2 separate regions of the Ovis aries genome follow, and region 2 is linked to region 1. The links are chromatin contacts, called in public Hi-C maps. All regions are on one chromosome and are shown on one strand. The core of a region is the stretch at or near the end of the contact, and the rest is flanking DNA. Distances in the headings are between cores, read along the strand shown. Region 1 holds the start of CIC (capicua transcriptional repressor). Region 2 overlaps DEDD2 (death effector domain containing 2).

Region 1 (6,819 bases), core at 2,598-5,097:
CATTTTTCAGATTAGGAGAGTGAGACTTGAGAGAGGTTCCAGGCCCAAGGCTACACAGCTAAAAATCGTTACAAAGGGACCTCAAGCACTACACCATAACGCCTCCTGATGGATTGATAAATGCCCCTCAGATACGCTGCACCCTGGAATTCTTTCAGAAAGCACTACCACAGCACCCCCACAACACACACAAACTATGGACAAAGTTAACAGTAAGGCTGTGACAACATAAACCCTGCAGGTGGTGACAAGCTCCTTCTGAATACTACTACTCACCACAGTAGTTAAAATGTTTAAAATTAATTAATTTATGTTTGGTTGGGCTGGGTCTTCATTGCTGTGCACAGGCTTTCTCCAGTTGCTGTGAGCAGGGGCTACTCTTCCATGTGAAGTACAGGCTTCTCATTGTGGTGGCTTCTCTTGTGGTGGCAAAGCATACGTTCTAAGCCCACAGGCTTCAGGAGAGGCAGCACATGGCTCAATAGCTGTGGCACTCCACAGCCTGCGGAATCTCCCAGCCGATGAAATCTTCCCCGACCAGGGATTGATTCCATGTCCCCTGCATTGGCAGGTGGATTCTTAGCCACTGCACCACCAGGGAAGTCTAATACTTGACATTTCTGAGGACTTACCCTCAAAAGACATGAGGAGACAAAAAAATACTTGGCACATCCTTTTTTTTAAAAAATATTTATTTATTTGGCTATATCAGGTTTTAGTTTCAGCTTTGCACATCTTAATTCTTTACATTTTTATAGCAACCCTATGCCATAGGATTGAAAAAAAAATTATCCTGTAACAGATGTAGCCACTGAGGCACAAGGGATTCATGACTTGCCCGAGGTCATACAGCTGGGAAGAAGCCCAGCTCAGTTCCACCCTGAGCAACCTGGCCAAGCCTATGTTATCCCACTTCCTGTAGCACCACTTCCCCCAACTCCACATGACAGTGGAATTTTGATGAGCTATGTAACTAAGTTAACTACATTTTATGTAATTCTTCCAGGGACATGTGAAATAGGCCTTGGACTGTGTGAACTGTCACAGACGGGTCTCCTCTATGCATGGTGTAACTAGAATAAGCAGTGGGGGGTTCCTCTGTGGACATTAAAAACACACCACATTCAGAGACAATCTTGAACAGACAGTTGATGTTGTTAAGCAGTCGCAACTCTTTGTGACCTCACGGACTGTAGCCCACCAGGCTCCTCCGTCCGTGGAATTTTCCCAGCAAGAATACTGGAGTGGATTGTCATTTCCTTCCTTCTTTCCAGGGGATCTTCCTGACCCAAGGATGGAATGTTCGTCTCCTGCAAGCGGGTTGGCTCTTCACCACTGAGCCACCTGGGAAGCCTGGGCAGGAGAGAACCCCTGCCACTGTAGCATTATGCTCCCTAGGCAGAGTGAATTTCTTTGTGGAGACTGCAGAGCTCATTGAGTCTAATTCTCCCTCATGCCTGATACAGATTAACTGTGGAGCATGAAACACCATCCCAATCAATGGAAATCCTCCCCTCCCCAACACCACGTAAGCTCCCAATGGGCTATGTAAACTTTGGCCCAATATGCACCTCCCCATGGACAGTATACTTAATCTCTTTCATATCTGTGACAAAGTTAACACAGACAGTGAACATCACTAAGCATGGGGAACTTTCTGTGGCTGCTGTGAACACCTGTGGGACAGCATGAACCATTTTCCAAGGGTCTACCTAAATGTGCTGTGGGAACTCTCTGATGAATATAAGTTTGTTCAGACCCACCCATACTCAGCTATGCAGATGACACCACCCTTATGGCAGAAAGTGAAGAAGAACTAAAGAGCCTCTTGAAAGTGAAAAGAGGAGAGTGAAAAAGTTGGCTTAAAGCTCAACATTCAGAAACCTAAGATCATTGCATCTGGTCCCATCACTTCATGGCAAATAGATGGGGAAACAGTGGAAACAATGGCTGACTTTATTTTTCTGGGCTCCAAAATCACTGCAGGTGGTGATTGCAGCTATGAAATTAAAAGACAGTTACTCCTTGGAATGAAAGTTATGACCAAGCTAGATAGCATATTAAAAAGCAGAGACATTACTTTGTCAACAAAGGTCCATCTACTCAAGGCTATGGTTTTCCAGTGGTCATGTATGGATATGAGAGTTGGACTATAAAGAAAGCTGAGTGCCGAAGAATTGAAGCTTTTGAACTGTGGTGCTGGAGAAGACTCTTGAGAGTCCCTTGGACTGCAAGGAGATCCAACCAGTCTATCCTAAAGGAGATCAGCCCTGGGTGTTCATTGGAAGGACTAATGTTGAAGCTGAAACTCCAGTACTTTTGGCCACCTGATGTGAAGAGTTGACTCATTTGAAAAGACCCCGATGCTGGGAAAGATTTCAGGGCATGAGGAGAAGGGGACAACAGAGGATGAGACGGTTGAATGGCATCACTGACTCAATGGACATGGGTTTGGGTGGACTCTGGGAGTTGGTGATGGACAAGGAAGCCTGGCATGCTGCAGTTCATGGCGTTGCAAAGAGTCGGACATGACTGAGCAACTGAACTGAGCTAACGTCTACCCTATGGGCATAGTATAAACAGCTCTGTAAAATTTCCCTCAACTCAGGGCCCATTCAATATGGGCCTACTCAGTATGGGCCCACTCAATATGGAAGTGCAAACTCTCTTTTAGAATGATATTAAAATAGCAGTAATAATAGGACAGTATAAGGTAGTATAACTCATGACATAATATAGTGTGTTCAGTTGCTAACCTGCCTCTGACTCTTTGCAGCCCCATGGACTGTAGCCCGCCAGGCTCCTCTGTTCATGGGATATTCCGAGAATACTGGAGTGTGTTGCCATTCCCTTCTCCAGGGGATCTTCCTGACCCAGGGACTGAACTCATATCTCCTGCATTGGCAGGCGGACTCTTTACCACTGAGCCACCTGGGAAACCCTGTAATATAATAGCATAAGAAATAGTGTAGGACTCTTTCCCAGTGTGAACTTCTTGCAGACAGTGAAATTTCTGCCACTCTCAAGGGAAATCTGTGGACAGCTGATAATGTGAATCTCGTGGATAATGTCAATCTCCTTCATACTCAGTGAATCCCACTGGACAACTGAGATTTCCCTATAGCTCAAAGTGAACTGACCATGTCACAATATACTCTCTCACTTGTAGTGTGAATGTTATAGGCGTACGGCCCTGCAATAGTCTGGGTGCATTTTCTTCATATCTGGTGTGAACCCCGTATCTGGGCAGCAGGAATCTACTACCAACAGGGCATATCCTTCTCCTCCCAACCCCAGTGTGATCCCTCCCCCCAGCAGGTGTGAACACCTACAAAGTGTAAGCTCTGCACGGAAGGCAGTGATGCTCCACGAAGGGCTGTATTTCCCCATCTCAAGCCTTCCTCTCACCCCACGCCCAGGGGCGCTATCAGAAAACTGAGCCGCCCTAAATGTCAAAGTCTTGGGGAAGGTGGCCTGTCCCCAGGGTCACCAAGCCCCAGGCCACGCGCGGAGACAACTCCGCAGCGCGCGCCACCACACAAGTGCTAGTTCTCTACCCTCCCGATGGCAACAGGGCTTTCCGCGGGGCCGCGCCAGACTTTCTGAGACTGTTGATTGGTTGTAGTCGCGGCCACCCGGCAGCCAATCAAACGGGGGAAAGGTGACATCACTTATGCTCCTTCCCTCCCCCCCCAAACTTCCCTACTCCCAGCTACCGGCAGCAACAACCACATGGGGGAGGGGTAAGAGAGTAGAACCCGGTGAGGTCATTGCACCGCCCCGACCGCTGCTGATTGGGTACGGGGCTCGAGGGTGGCGGTTGGCTGCTCCTCGCACCTCCCCCTTGAGCCGCTACCGCCGCCACTGAGAGGAGCCAGCAGCGACGCCAGAGCCGGGAATCCGGGTGAGTCGGGGCCCTGGGTCTAAGATGCTCCTGGCGTCCAGTGAGACTCACGAGGAACTGCCCTTTCGACTTTTTCTCCTCGCACGGGTTCTTCAGAGCTCCAGGCACTCTGTCACATGGGAGTTGTAGTCTGCCATGTACTGTCGACTATGGGCCAGAGACGTAAGAAGACTATCACTCCCAGCAGGAATTGCGACCAGCCGGTCAACAAACGCTCAGGCCACGCCTTCCAAGCCTGCTCATTGGAGAGCCGGTCCCTTAGCCCCGCCTTCTTGCACTTCATTGGCTACTGTCCTTCATAGAGGCTGGGTTCCGGCCTAGAGTGTAAGACGACTGGGTACTGTATTCGTCATTCTGAACTAAGACGGACTACGGTTGGTCAATGTTGATGTCCATCACTTCTTGTAGGGCAGGACCCTAGGCTGATCGGGCGGTCGTAGGCTCAGGTTGGTGTCGGTCCCAGAGGGAGGCCGATCTTGGACTTTGGCCCCACCCCCTCGCGCTGCCGGGTGGGCACGATTGGCTGTGGCAAGCGTCGCTCGTCATTGAGAGGCGGAGCCGACCAAGCTCTGAGTATCTATTGGTCTAGGACGGCGCCGGTCAGCGGGGTTGTGGCCGCTGATTGGCTGACTGCTCCAGCTGTTGCAGGTCCATTCACCATTTTGTGTGTTGGAGTAAAAAAAAAAGGGAGAATCGAGAGGGAGAGCCGGAGGGGGGGCGGGGAGGGACCGGACCGGACCGAGCCGGGGCCACGGCCCCCCGCCCCGAAACCCCGCTGAGCCCGAGGTGAGGGGCGGGGCCAGGGCTGACACAGGCAGGGGGGATTTGGGGTGCTGGGGGCCGAGAGGGGACAGGTGGCAGGGACGGGGAAGGGGTACAGGGGAAAAGGGGTGAGTGGGATGATGGGAAGGTGGGATAGAGTAGAGGAAGTGGTGGGGAGAAGGAGTGACAGAAAAAGGGTGACGAGGGGGTGGTGGGCAGAGACTTGGTAACAGGAATGGAGGGGTGACAGGTCTAGATCAGGGTGACAGGGATAGAGAGGGGACAGAGTTGGAGGGGGTGACAAGGAGAGGTGATGGGGAGAGAAGGTGACAGGTCCAGAGATGGCTGACATGAGAGTGACTGGGAGGAGGGGGTGACAGAGATAGATGAGGGTGACAAGGAGGGAGTGACAGAGGAGGGGGCCTAGGGCCTGTGAAGAGAGAGGTGGAGATAGAGATGGTGACAGGATGGGAAAGAGAGTGGCAGAGATGCTGGTGTCAGGAGGCCTGATGGGAGCAGAGGACATGAGACCCTGAGAAGCCTAGGCCAGCCTGGGCTTCAGGAGTTACTGCTTAGATTCTGAGGGAGGTGAGGGCCCAAGAGGGCCTTGGGTGGGAGTTATCCTGAGAGGGTGGACAGGAAGAGAGTAGGCCCCAGGGGAAAAAAAGAGGCTTGGTTTCTGGTGTGAAGAACTTGGACCAGGCAGTGTGGTTGTAGGCCCTGGGTGGGGTATGCAAAGGTTTGTGTTGGGCCCGGTCTCAGTGCCCAGGACGGTGGCCCAGCGGGCCAGTGGGAAAAGGTGGTGGTGGCTGTCCAACTCCTGGATACTTGGGTGCCTGCCGCATTGTGAGAAGCCCTGGGGCCCCCAGCCTCTGCCCGAGAGGACCCCAGGATTGTCTCAGAGAAGGGGCAGCCTGGGACTGCAGGTTCCTAAGCAGCAGCAGGCCCCAAGTGGGAGAGCATGAGGTCGGGGTCCCGGGGGAGCCTGAAGGCTGAGTCAGGGGTGCCTCGGATCTTCTTTGGCTTATGGTCCTGGGTCCCCCAACCCTGCCGGGGGCCCCCTTTTTGGCCTCTCAGGTTCTTTTAGTCACTTCAGAGTGAAGTTTTTTCCCTTCTCTTCTCTCAGGGCAGCCTGAAAGGGGGCGGGCAGTAATGACTGTTCAGGAAGTGGGTGAGGTTGGCCTGCTGGGCTTGTCCTGCTGTCTTTGACCTTCTCCCACTTACCCCCACCTGGAGTCCGAGGGCATATTTGGGGACCAGGGGGGCCTAGTCAGCTCAGCCACCCTGCCAGAGCCAGCCCGGGCAGGGCGGGGATGCAAGCAGGCCAGAAGGGGGGTGGCTGGGCTTTCGGGTATCACGCTGGGTGCTGTGGGGGGAGGGGCAGGCTCCCATCCAGAGGGACCGTGAAACCCTGGGGTGTAGCCCTGTGTCCCACTGTGTGATGTGTGTGTCTCTGTGTGTGTGTGTGTGTGTGCTATGTGTGTGTGTGTGTGTGCGCGCACTTATGTACAGCCCTGTGGTAGCACTGGGTATGAGCTCTTGCCCCAGACGTGCCCCTGCCTGTTCTCTGCCAGGATCTAGGGAGATGGCTGTACCTGGCAGGCCTGGGGTGCAGAACAGAGTGGGCAGCTGTCCCTTGGGACTTGCAGCTGCCCACTCCTTCCCACAATGCCTGGCCATGCCAGGCTGTCCGGGGCTGGGGTGGGGGTGGTAGAGAGAGGCTCACATCGCAGCCCAGTCACCTCCCTTTCTGTGACTGTGTGCTTGTACATTTGTGTGTGTGAGTGCGTGTGTTCTCTGGGCAGTGACAGTGCAAGGAAGCGTGCCCTCTGGATCATGTGACAGGCAGCACACTGAAATGGTTAGGAGCACAGACTCTGGGGCCAGATTACCTGGGTCCAGATCTCAGCTCTGCCATTTCCCAGCCGGATGGATGTGGACGAGTGGCTTGATCTCTCTGTGCCCCAATTTCCTCCCGTGTAAATGCAGCTGATGGTAGCATCCGCCTCTTAGGGCTGTGGTGAGGATGCAATAGGTTAATAAAGGCAAGTCTAGCCCAGGGCTTGGCACAGAGTGAGTGCTCCATAGGTATGAACTGTTACTTTTAGTCGTGGTTCCCTTGGGGCAGTCAGAGTGTGTGCCTGCACCTACTG
Region 2 (6,819 bases), core at 2,548-5,047, 56 kb before region 1:
ACCAGAAGAGGAGCGGTCCAGAGCCAGCACCCTGAAGCTACAGTCCTCTCAGGGTCCCCAGCAAGGGTCAGCCAGCCCCAGGGCCGGGCCCCCTTAGGCCTCGGGGAACATGTGAGGCCCAGCTCCAGGCACACCAAGCCTGACTCCCTAACCACCTCACACCGCCGGGGTAACCGTCGGGGGCCCCTGGGTGTCGGCCGGCACTGTGGTAGCTGATGACTGCTGACAGAAACAGGGCGGAGCTGACTGCATAACCACTTACCTTTGACTCTGTCTCGTCACATCCCATTCAGGAACGTTCCCTAAGGCCTCCTCGAGGAATGCGCTCTGCCTGAAATGGCCCTTCTCTGTCAGTCTATTGAACTCCTACTCGTCCTTCAAGAGCCAGGTCCCGGTTCATCTCCTCTGTGAAATCATGGCCCGCCTTCCTCTGAGCTCCCACAGGCCCCTATTTCCCTTGGCTGCAGCTCGTCTACGTCCCGCTCCAAAGAATCCTAGAGTTCCGAAGCTCTCTGAACTCCCCGGGTTGTTCTCAGAACCTAAGTATGACCCACTTCTCAGCCTCAGGACTCTGGGAAACACTAGAAGCGGGTTCCAGCAAGCCCAGGCCAGCGCTCGGGGACGTTCTGGAAGTGCGAGACACTGCCTCGAGGTTCCCGCCACCATGGACTCCCGGCATGCACTGCGCCTGCGCAGGCTCCAGAGGCCTCAGGCTCGCGTGGCCTCGAGGTCAGGATCACTTACTTCCGGAGTGCACGTGCCACAAAATACGCACTTCCCGCCCAACGCCCCCCCTGAAAAAAGTGGAGCAGGCGGGACCTAAATAATGGGGCGGGGCCTGTAGGGATGGCCTAAGGAATAAGGTGGGGCTGAGCGTTAACTAGGAACTGAAATGGGAGTAGGCGTGGAGGTTGGGGCAGGGCCAGGGCCTGAATCTTGTCCAGTAAAGGGGCGGGGCCCCCAATTCCTAAATTAGGGGTGGGAGGGGAGACTCCTCGGGGCCTGAGGGAGAGGTGAAATGCAGGGGAGGCAAGAACAGGGGCTCCAAATCTTTAAAGCTCGTGAAAACAAAGCCTATTCCCACCCCAGCCAAGAGCCCTCTAGCTGAGGGTAGGAGAAAGCTCAGGGAAACCCCAACTTGCCTTCCCAACCTGCCTGCAACAGCGAGGAGAGCTGTTTTCTATCTCAGTACTTCTCTACTCCTCAGGCAAATCACTTTCACTCTCTGAACCCATTTCCTGTCACAAATGGTAAAATCCCTACTTTACACAGTGGCAAAGTATTAAATAGATCTTATTTAGGTGCCCAGAGAAGATAAATGGAGACAGTCTGGGATGGACCAGGTCTTGACTCCTGGGCAGGATTCAACTCCTGGACTTGCCACTGTATCCCTGCCTATCAACTCAGGTCAGGGGTCCAGGACAGGTTCCCAGGTGCAGGTTTTCATTTCAGTTCAGTCTCTTCAGTCGTGTCCAACTCTTTCCTACCCATGGACTGCAGCATGCCAGGCTTCCCTGTCCTTCACTAACTCCCAGAGCTTGCTCAAACTCATGTCCATCCAGTTGGTGATGCTGTCCAACCACCTCATCCTCTGCCATCCCCTTCTCCTCCTGCCTTCAACCTTTCCCAGCATCAGGGTCTTTTCTAATGAGTCAGTTCTTCGCATCAGGTGGCCAAAGTATTGGAGCTTCAGTTTCAGCATCAGTCCTTCCAATGAATATTCAGGACTGATTTCCTTTAGGATTTGATCTCCCTGCAGTCCAAGGGACTCTCAGGTATGCGTAGCGCATCCTTTCCCCCAGGAAAAGCCAGCAGTTGGGAACCCCTGCCCACCCCATCCCTGGGCCCCTTCTCCCCTAGGAAGGAAAACCCTGGATATTGTGTAAGAAACTTGAGTTCCTACAGTCTTAAACAAGGAGTGGGTAAAGAGTAAGAAGCTACAACCTCAGCTGTAGCCATAGGATACCAGGAAGAAATACTTGCCCTCAGGAGGAGGAACAGAGATCCAGGTTTTAAGATAACTGCCTAGAAGGTGTGAGGAGTGGAGAGCCACTTGGAGATGCTTTCTAGGCAGAGAACACCGGCTGCTGAGCCCTTTGGTTTCCAAACCCTTGGAACTCTGTTGGCCTTGGAAGATAAGAAGCTGGCCCTCCTCACTGAGGGTTAAAAATGCCAGCACTCCCCAGAACATACCAGAACAAAGCATGTGTGAGTAAGCCTGGGAGAGCCTTTGTGATTCCAAGGCAGTATCTCCTCCTTCGATAGATGAGGAAACTGAACCCAAGAGGAGGGCAAGACTGGGGCAGCAGCCAGCACATGATGGTCCAGCATCCTGCCCACCCTCCAGCCCGACACCAGGCCAGGAACTCTGGGACTGATGCCGGCCCTGGTTCTCACCAGCTCCTTCCTCCAGCCCATGAAGAAAGAGTACAGCCCTGCTGCCCACCTTGTGCCCCATCCAGGGCAGTTTTATTGGTGCCATTGGTACAAGGCCTTGGCCAACAGCCCCAAGCCTTTGCCTCCCCCTTTTCTGAGAAGGAAGCTGGATCCTTGGCCTGGCCTCCTAGGAAACAACACATTTGGTCTGATGTGGCTGCAACACACACGTGACACCCTGGGCACAGATCTGTGTGCAAGTCTGTGTCCAACTTCAAGGAGCAGGAGAGAGTGGAGGCCAGGTTCGTGGGTGGAGCCCCAGCTGGCTGTAGAGATGTGTGGGCAAGGTGAGCAGGCCCCTGGTGCACCCCAGCTCCAGTGCCCACTGGTGTGGCTGAAGCTCAGGGCTGAGGGACCGTATAATCAGAGATCCTGAGAGAGAAGCCTGAAGGCCAAAGAAGTAAGTGGAGCAGGCCAGGGCAGGCGCCCAGGGGTGGTTTCAGAGAGGGTAATGTGAGTGCACACACACAGCCCAGGCGTGGGAGACAATGTGCAAGGGGCCGTTGGTGAGAGGGGCTATGCCTCCCTTCCTTTCAGATCTGCATGCCTGAGCCCCTGGCCTGCTGAAGCTGAAGGAACACACCTAAGGGTGGGGTAGGGGGTGGGGGGAGACCAGGAAGGAAACTCAGCTGGAAGTGGTTTAGGCCTCAGAGCCCACATCCTATGGGAGGGTCTAGCGAGGGGCCTGGTGTCTGTCAGAGTCTGCGGCACTGCTGGAGTGACAGTCCTCTAGGGGCAGAGATGGTCGACATCCTCCCAGGGAGAAGGTGGCCCAGAGGCGAGGAGGTGGGGTCAGTCCTGCCACATTCAGGATCAGGAGGCCTCGGGCGAGCGCTGTCCCCCCTCCTCCTCCATCAGCAGCAGGCGGCGCCGGCCAGCTTCGTAGTCGGCCTCGTCCACGCTGACCAGCAGGCGGACGGCCTCCCGGCCCACCGCCTCGCGTAGCGCCTCAGTCAGGAACACGCCCCGCAGGGCCTGCAGCAGGGCACCGCTCAGGTAGTCGCCCCAGAAGGCGTCCAGGTAGGAGAGCTCGGAGAACTTGATGTCGCACACCACGGAGCCCAGGTCCCGGGAGCGCAGCACCGCGGTGGCCTGCCCAAACACGTCCAACTGCCGAGCCAGTGCCTGGGGCCGCCGCGAGGCCACGCCCTGCTCCAAGGCTGGCCCGTGTTCACAGTACTCTGCTCGCACCCTGAGCCGGATGTCTGCGGAGAACGAGGGACTGGTCAGGGAGGGGCCGCCACCCGCCCTCCCCTCCCCGCTGCGCCTCAGCGTGAGTTGCACTGCCCCGGCCCTACATCCTTCCTCCTCCTGGTAACCACACCCAAGTGTGGGTGACACCCTCGCTCGCTTGGGCTTGCTCTTGCGGTCTGACCTGCTCCCTCCTGACCTGCTGGCCCTGTGCTTCCCCTCACGTGCCCCACTCCAGCCACGCCACCTCCGTGCTCCTCCCCCCAACACCCAGCAGGTTCCGCCTGGCTCTGGCCCTCCCGTCTTCCAGCTAGGGATGGTCTCTCCCCACTGTCCGTTCTCTCCTCAGTGTCTGCAGGACTTATTCTCTCATCTCCTTCAGGTTCAAGTGCCGCCTTCCCAATGATCCTATTCCGACCATCCAACCTACCACCGCCCCTGGGCCTCTGCACTTCCCAGACCCCATTCCATTTCTGCTCCATTTCCTCCCCCGGCACTTAGCATCTTCTAACCCACCCCGAGCTTTCATTCACTGTCAAGCTAATCACCTATCTGCCCCCACTGTGAGCTCCCTGAAGGGATTTTTGTTTCTTGTTCACTTGTATAGGTAGCCTCGTGGCACATGGTAGGTACTCAATACACATTTGTGAAAGAACCAACGCATGAGTAAATGGATTGGCTTTTAAGTAACCAGCCGTCCCCCTCTTCTCCCAACCATATCCTCAGGCCCCCACCCACCAAGGCAGGCACCAGGCCCAGGAGACTCAAGGCCAAATTGGGCTGGCTCTACAGAAGCAGGCACTCTCGTTCCACAAAGGCTGCCCAGAAGGTGGGCTCTGAGCCCAGGCCTGCTGGGGGCCATTCTGCCAGGGGCGGGGAGAAGGAAACCTATACAAGGCCAGAGACAGACAGGAAAAGACTCCTGAGTTCATCATGTGTACATGGAGCACCTGGATTTTCAGCTCTGATCAATTTCCTTTCTGCTTAAGCCAGTCTGAGGTATGTCTGTCACTTATAACCCTGCCCACATCCACCCAAATGACGTGGCAGCTCTGGGCAGGGGGTGGGACGTGGGACTTCCAAGGCCATCTCTGTAAACGTGACCTCAGGCATATCCCTTCCCCTCAGTTCAGTGGAATCACTGAACTCCCACCTGTGAATCTGACTGCTGACTACTGATACCCACTCACAACACAGGCTGCCCTGAGGATCAAGTGTAAGCTGGAAATGACAAGCAGCAGAGTCATATGAATTCATTTAATCCTCAAACGACCCTGTGAGGCAGGCCCTAGTATCCCCCCAATTTACAGATAAGGAAATGAAGGCAGATGAGGAAAAGGGGACAACAGAGGATGAGATGGTTGGATGCCATCACTTACTTCATGGACATGAGTTTGAGCAAACTGCAGGAAATGGTGAAGAACAGGGAAGCCTGGCCTGCTGCAGTTCATGGGGTCGCAAAGAGTCAGACATGACTTAGCGACTGAACAACAAATGAAAGCACAGAGAAGTGACCTGCCCAAGGTCCCACAGACAGGGAATGGTAGCGTGACAGTGCGAGGATCAGAGGGCAGTGACCCTCCCATGCCCCAGACAGCAGCTTCAGGTCAGTGGAGCTGATCCCACCCCAAGACCCTTCAGGCACTAGCTATGTGACCTGAAACAAGTCACCACCTCTCTTGAGCCCAGGGTCTTGCCTAAACCAGGGGACAGTCCCTCCTGGAGAGGGTTATTCAGACGACCGTCCGCCAGCGGGTGCTACAGAAGGGCAGGCACCAGCAGCTCAGATGCAGGGGCACGTTCACCATTTTTGACTGACGAGGCCGATGAAGCTCTGGGAGGGGAGTGTCAGGTCCCTGACTCCTTTCACCTTTCAGAGACTGTGTCAGCTGCAGAGCAGAAAGCAGCAGGCAGGTCCCCGCTTCCCCAGGCAACTTCTCAGCACCACCCACTTCCTCCTCCCACCCCAAACCCCAAACGCTTCCTCTTTCTGCCTCAAGGGGAAGCTGACCCTCTCTGCTCGAGGCCTAGGAAAACCTGCTCAGCCTCGACCCCCAGGACTTCCCACGACATGCAGGCCTGGCTCCCTCCATCCTAGGATCAGACAAGACTTCTGGGCCCACATCCTTGACACCTCTGAGTGTCTGACCAGGCCCTCAACAGGCATGAGCTGGGAAGCAGGGGACCGGGGGGGAGCAGCACCTGTCCAAGGCCACACGGGGGTGCTCAGCAGCAGAGGCACAGAGCCAGGTGGCGGAGAATGACAGACCTTGAGGCGAGTCCCGGCTCTGCCACTCTCTAGCTGTGGGGCCTTGGGCATGTGACCTCACCTCTCTGAGCCTCAGCTTCCCCATCTGAAAAACATAAACAAACAAGAGGTCCCTGCTGCACGACGGGGTCATGAGGATCAAATTAGGCAGCGCATGAAGCATTCGACCCAGAGCCTAGGCACAGAAGGCACCCCAAAAACAGGAACTGTGATTTCGACACTCCCCTCTACCCCCATGGCCCCTGCCTAGGCCCTGCGCCCGCTCACCTGGGCCCGAGCCAGTGTCCTCCCTCGTCTCCTCCTGCAATCCCAGCTCCATCCTCCATACGCTGCCCTCCAGTCACAAGGGCAGTGCTCCCAGCACAAGCCTTACTCACAGAATGAGCTGGCCATCTCTACTGCCCAGAATGCCCATCACCCACCAAGGCCTGGCTCACTTGCAGCCTGGGGCCTGCAGCCGCCCCCTAGCTGGCATTTCCCCTAAGCACAGCCAGCTACTAGACCTGTGGGAGAGCCTGTCTATTCACACAGAGCCCACCGGGCACGGTCAGGGAGGAAGGAGGACTGGACCGGGGGGACCCGCACATCCCTTTCATTCTTCTGTTTGACAGGTATTTACTAAGTGCCAGGAGCGCTGGGGAGACACAAGTAGGACTGGAAGACCTGTGAGCCGCAACCAAGGAGCACTCTGTGCGGGTCACACCCTGTGTGCTCTCCTGTGGTCAGTCATGTCTGACTCTTCACGACCCCATGGACTGTAGCCCGCCAGCCTCCTCAGTCCATGAAATTTTCCAGACAAGAATACTGCAGCAGATTGCCATTTCTACTCCAAGGGATCTTCCCAACCCAGGGACTGAACCCGCATCTCTTGCATCTCCTGCACTGCCTGGTAGATTCTTTACCACTGCGCCACCTGGGAAGGC

Evidence for each region. Hi-C and Micro-C count contacts between places; a contact is called where the count stands out from the background.
Region 2: a contact with region 1 is called in a Hi-C map of blood, with 2.0 times the contacts expected there. The contact joins the enhancer-like site here to the promoter of CIC in region 1. A contact is called at or near these places in 2 of 16 Hi-C or Micro-C datasets (both in blood).

What each region holds. Positions count from the first base shown.
Region 1 is chr14:50,587,821-50,594,639 of ARS-UI_Ramb_v3.0, reverse strand. It overlaps CIC (capicua transcriptional repressor), which reads left to right and starts at 3,847. Exons shown (of 21, transcript XM_042230945.1): 1 at 3,847-4,350.
Region 2 is chr14:50,643,354-50,650,172 of ARS-UI_Ramb_v3.0, reverse strand. It overlaps DEDD2 (death effector domain containing 2), which reads right to left. Exons shown (of 5, transcript XM_004015286.5): 5 at 2,440-3,641. The coding sequence ends at 3,250. Among named protein-coding and RNA genes, the nearest start is that of DEDD2, 14 kb to the right of the region's middle. Within about 2 kb of position 3,797, at least 19 of the 54 cell types and tissues checked have an H3K27ac peak or open chromatin away from gene starts, as enhancers often do.